Regions from separate parts of the Anas platyrhynchos genome. Here region 1 is linked to region 2. A link is a contact called in public Hi-C data. All regions are on one chromosome and are shown on one strand. Each heading gives the region's core, a stretch centred on a gene start, on an enhancer-like site or on the middle of the called end of the contact. The rest is flanking DNA. Distances are from core to core; before and after follow the strand shown.

What was found. A called contact is a pair of places that touch in the nucleus more often than the background predicts.
Region 1: a contact with region 2 is called in a Hi-C map of liver, with 1.8 times the contacts expected there. The contact joins the promoter of LOC140003479 here to the enhancer-like site in region 2. A contact is called at or near these places in 2 of 8 Hi-C or Micro-C datasets (liver and subcutaneous adipose tissue).

Annotation. Positions count from the first base shown.
Region 1 is chr12:14,081,252-14,083,951 of IASCAAS_PekinDuck_T2T, forward strand. It overlaps LOC140003479 (leukotriene B4 receptor 1-like), which reads left to right and starts at 1,338. Exons shown (of 1, transcript XM_072043805.1): 1 at 1,338-2,700. The coding sequence starts at 1,496. The coding sequence ends at 2,494. The region is part of intron 7 of LOC106019018 (a long non-coding RNA gene); the gene reads left to right.
Region 2 is chr12:13,858,790-13,861,525 of IASCAAS_PekinDuck_T2T, forward strand. It overlaps PRMT7 (protein arginine methyltransferase 7), which reads left to right. Exons shown (of 20, transcript XR_011812240.1): 20 at 1,595-2,056. Among named protein-coding and RNA genes, the nearest start is that of SLC7A6OS, 20 kb to the left of the region's middle. Within about 2 kb of position 1,397, at least 2 of the 8 cell types and tissues checked have an H3K27ac peak or open chromatin away from gene starts, as enhancers often do.

The sequences.
Region 1 (2,700 bases), core at 88-2,587, 220 kb after region 2:
TAAAAAATAAAAGGAACTGGAATCATACGATGAAACCCAAATTAAAATATCAATTACACAAAGAGCGTTTTGAAAAAAATATTCTTGACTTCAGTGGAGTTATTCTGGATTTGCAGTTGATCTCATTATACTCTTACGAGATCAAAAACGGCTAAGCCGATTTGGGGTTGGGAATAGGTGTTGCAATCCTTTTCCCATTTTGGAAGATACTTCTTAACATTATGTACTACATTTGCCAGGTTTGTAAAAAATCTACCTCAACATTTAATGAAATAATCTGTACCACGATTTAAAATTTAATAGATTGTGCTATGCATTATGCATAATCTGTGCTTATTTTACATAAAAATACTCTTCTAGTTTCACTTCTGTGACTCTTAATAATTTTTGTTGGTGCTGCTGTTTTGGTTCCTCCTTTAATTATTTGGAACCAGACTTAAAATGTTCTGACACTAGAGTAAAACAGTGCTTCCATAATCTTTGGCCAGACAAAGATTTATTTATTTATTTATTTTAAGAACTTTTGATTCACACAGGATTTGAATACTGCACTAACTACTGGGTTTCCTAGGAGATAAAGTCATAGCACATTGCTGTCACAGTAGGACAACCTAATCATATATTTTCTGAGACACAGACCATTTCCTCCCAACATTACACCCAGACTATTCTGATGGTGGTTGTTTAGCTAAAGAACTGCATTTTCCCAGAGCATTGGGTGATATTGGTAGTAGGGTGATGATTGAACCAGATAACCATGAAGGTCTTTTCCAACCTGAATGATTCTATGATTAGAATTACAACTCTATCCAACTTCATTGTACTGGTACAATCTCACTACAAAAGATGATTTCCTCTGTGCCAGCCTATTTCTAAAGCATGTTCAAGATCAACTGTCTTCTGCTGAATTAACAACAACAACAACCAAAAAAAAGATTATATGAAGGTAGAGAGTATAATAATGTTTCATGCTCTAGAATGCAATGTCATGTCAAACATTTAATGCACACTTTTGGTTTATCTGCCACCCTTCTATCTTTTTGTTTTAAAATACTTAAAATAGAATGTTGACATATTCACACAAACAAAAGTGAAGTAGCAAAAGGACAACTTTTTTCCTCCTCATACCTGTTGGTTAGACCAGTAGCTTTAACCAAGTAGCAGGCTTCTTAAAAGAGGGAGACTTTTGAAAGATCACCTCCATGCTTTAAAATCTGCTGTGATGCATATGTAATTAAGAGCAAAGTCAGGGACAATACTATTTTTATCTGTGCTCTGCATGCAAAAAGACACTGTTTTCCTAAACAACAGGAAGAACGCATGCGGTCAGACGTTTGTGAGCATTAGGATGTGAGGTCACATGCCAGACAAGTCTGCAGAATATCAGTTAGGGAAGTTTCTCTCAAGTTGTTTGCTGACAGTTTCAGAATCAAAACTTTCAGAGTGCAAAGCACCAAGGATATTAGCACCTGAAAAGAACTGAAAAATTTCTGGAATGAGTGAAGCTGAGGAAGTCAGCACCGACTTGACATGGAACGCTGTGAAGTTTGTAGTCTGCATGATACTGAGCTTGTCATTTATTATTGGGACCCCTGGAAATTGCGTTGTCATCTGGACTGTTTGTACAAAAATGAAGCAAGTATCTCCTTCAGTCCTGCTGATCTTGAACCTGGCCATTGCGGATATCCTCGTACTGATCACTTTGCCAATCTGGATTTACTCCTTTGCTGACTCATGGGTTTTTGGAATTGTGTTCTGCAAAATACTGGTCTTCATGATTTACTGCAGCATGTATGCAAGTATATTTCTAATTACAGCACTGAGCTTGGAGAGACTAATGGCTGTGTTTTACCCTTTCACAATGCAAAGGTACAAAAAAAAAGAAAATATTTTTGTAATCATGTTCCTCATTTGGTTCCTGTCCATTGCTTTTGGCGTTACTATTATTCCATTCCAAGAGACAGATGAAATCAACGGTGGACTACAGTGCACATGTCGCAACTACTCTACTACTGGACAGAGAGTGTCATATCTTTTGTTGGAGACTCTTGCAGGTTTTGTAATTCCTTTTTTAATTATATGCACTTGCTATGTGTGTGTTGCAAAAAGAATAAGACAAATGACTTACCGATCAAAGCAGCGATCAGAACGGCTCATTACCAGCATCGTGGTGGCATTCATTTTATGCTGGTTCCCACATCATCTCTTTAACATCTTAGATATTATTTCAGTTCAGATAGAAGACTCTAATGAGACACTGGAAAAGATTATAGACAAAGGAGAGTACGTCTCCGGAGCACTTGTATTTATCAGTAGCTGTATTAACCCTCTACTTTATGCTTTTGCTGCACGAAAATTCCAGAATCACCTGAGATTTACCAAGATATCAAAACTGTTTGAACAGTTGAGTCAGACTGTAACAGAGGAAGACAAGAAAAAGATTTCTCCTGTTACCAAGCAAGAAACTACTGTAGCAGGCACAGAGATTCTCTAACAAAGAGCATAGACTTAGTGAGCAATGGATTTCTGGGGCATTCATTCAGTAGTCCTTTCACCTAGTAGTCAGTTTGGTTTTCCAAGTAGTCCAGCGGATGCTAGAGACAATTCAGGTTGTGTGTGTTACAAAACAATCGGCAGTGACAACCTTGTTTGGCTCCTGACCTTGTATCCATGTCACCAAATCAGTTTCACCGGTGCTGA
Region 2 (2,736 bases), core at 147-2,646:
CTGTTTACTCTTGGAAGGAAACTTACTCTGTGCTGCCACCAGAGGCATTTTTTTTTCGCTAAATGACAACAGGTTTGATCCTGACTAGGCCTGCAGGCATAGATGCATGTTTTAAAAGAAATACGATCCCCCTGCCACCACTGAACTAATAGTATTATAGCTTGTATATTACATGAGAGCCAGTGTGTATCTGCATGATTTTTATTTTTTTTTTGTGCCACAAGAGATGCTTGCACTGAAGACACAGGTTTTATTTAGGTATTAAGAATGATCGTCAGTCAGAAAGTTTTGCCATTCACGTTTAAATTCCCTATTGTGGTTCTGCTGCAAAAGTAACTTTTCTGTAGCATTGAATTGTGATGAAAGTTTTAGTAAAACTTGGGTGGTTGTTACTGTGTGGTTATCACACCACTAATCCACAAGAGGGTGCTGAAAACCCACTTTTATTTTTTTAATGTATTTTCAGTTCATACCTATTTACTTCCTGCAAGGAAAGGTGCACAGACTTTCAGTGCAGCTATCTCATTTTCTGTACAAATAAAATGCTTGTGATTTTATAAGATACATACACATACATGTACTGAAATAGAAAACTAGTACAAAACCAGTGATAACTGCTAGTAAGACTAATACGGACTTGCACCTACAATAAAAAGGCAGGTGAGATGTCTCATGTTAAGTACACCGAATGAATAATACTTTATGGAAGTGAGATTGTCTTAGTCCTGATGAAGGACAAGTCTTGCATTTTATTTAAAGGGTATTTTAAGCCATGGCAGCTGCAAGTTTTCTTCCTGTGTTTGCAGAAAGGTTATCTTTTGTCTAAGGGCTGGACAGTTCAAGAACTGGGATCAAGGAGCTTGCTTTTCTCCTTCATTAGTCCCTTTGAAACTGCTCTGTGTAGGCTTCCTGCATTTAACAAGATAGAGGATGCAGTTCAAGACTAATTCATTTAGGCACTCATCTTTTGTATTCTATTTGTAGTTACAGCTGGTTGTTAGGAGGGGAAGAGACTTACAGCTTCTTAATGTTAGATATTTTTTTCTAGTGATGATTGTGAGCTTGCAACACCATTTTACCTTATTGACTCTGGGGACATTGCAAACTGTTAATTTGGTTTGGTACTTGTTTTCAAACTCAACGTGTCCAGTCATTTAATGTGGATTAATGATTAAGATGCTTTTTCTCAGAGAGAGGTATGTATAATTATCCACATTTTTCAGATGAGGAAAAAGCAAGAGTGCTTTGTGGAGGCGTTAAAGTGTTTCATCTGCCCAGAGATCGCTGTAAGATTAGGGCCTCGAGAGCTAAAAATGTCTTGCTCAAGGCCATGCAGAGTAAACTAATCCCCTGACTCCCTTGCTCTGCTTTAATCATTTGTTTTCTTAGTGCAGTGTGATTTCAAGTGCAGCCTTATGAGGTTTGACCGAGATACAGCAGATAAAGGCTCAGAGGCAGCAAATCCTTGGATACTTCAGTAATTAAAACCATGGTTTTTTAAAAAAAAAAGTGTATATACATATAAGGCCATAGGGTTTTGTTTTTGTTTTGAAAGGCTGTCACAAAGCTGACCCAGTTTTTTTTTTTTCCCCAGCAGGATTCTTATCTAGGATTTGAGAACCCTAAGGATGCCTCTTCCGTGGACAAGGGCACTAATGAAAGAATGAGAGCTGATTATCTTCATGTATGTGAAGGGAAAGCCCTACACTGGAGGGTATTCTTCGCAGTTGTGTGGGTCCTGGGGTATGTTAGCTCTGACATGCACCCTGGAGACTGGACAAGCAGCCTTTTCTCCTTCCTAAGGGTTTTGCTCAAGTGCAACTGCCTAATGTACTGCAGCAGCAGTGTGTTTTTTGTGGATGTTGTCTCTTGTTCCTCTCATTTTCTGCAACCTCTGCTTTTTCATGCCTTGTACATCACTCTCCAAGGTGGAGAGTGGCAGTTGTGCAGTGGAAGAAATAATGGGCACTGCAATTCATTGGGCTCCTGCTTCTCAAGGCTGATGGATCCTACTATATATGTACTCCAATAAAGCAACTACTTGCTTCATGTTAAAGAGTATCTAAGAAACCAATTATTCACAACCCTGAGAATCAGCAAATAAATCAAGCTGCTGCGATGAATGGCGTTGGGAGAGAGACAAACAGCATTCGTTACAGCACTTGAATGTGTCATATTTCTCCTCAACTGTAATATTTCTAGGAAACATTGAAGTGACTGTGCTGTAGGCCTACATACATAATCTCATATCCACTTTGCAGACAACTGCAAAGTCATTTACACTGAAGGATTGATGATCAGCCCTGTCTCTAGTCAGAAAGGGCTGTGAAAGCATGCGGAACTAATTAGCAACGAAGCGACTCTCCCGGAGCCTCCAGCTGGGGAAGGGGATGGGAGACGCAGCCAGGAGCAAGTTTAGCTTGGGATCCCACTGGAATTTCACTGTGCTGACCCCGCAGGGCCGCCGGTTTGGGGTCGGGGGGCGTCGCATTGGGGCCGCCTCATCCGGGGCCGCCTCAGCCGCGTTCCCGCTCCCCTCAGCCCCAGCACCTGCCCGGGCCCGGGCCCGCTCCTGATTGGCCGAGCCCCCTCCTCAGGCCGGCCGCCATTTTGGCCTCCTGCCGCCTGAGGGCAGGGGGCGGCCATTTTCTCTTTGCACCCCCCGGCTCTCCCCGCTGTGGCAGACGAGGCGGCGAGGGACGGCGGCTGGGCGAGGCAGCCGTAAGCAGGGCCGGG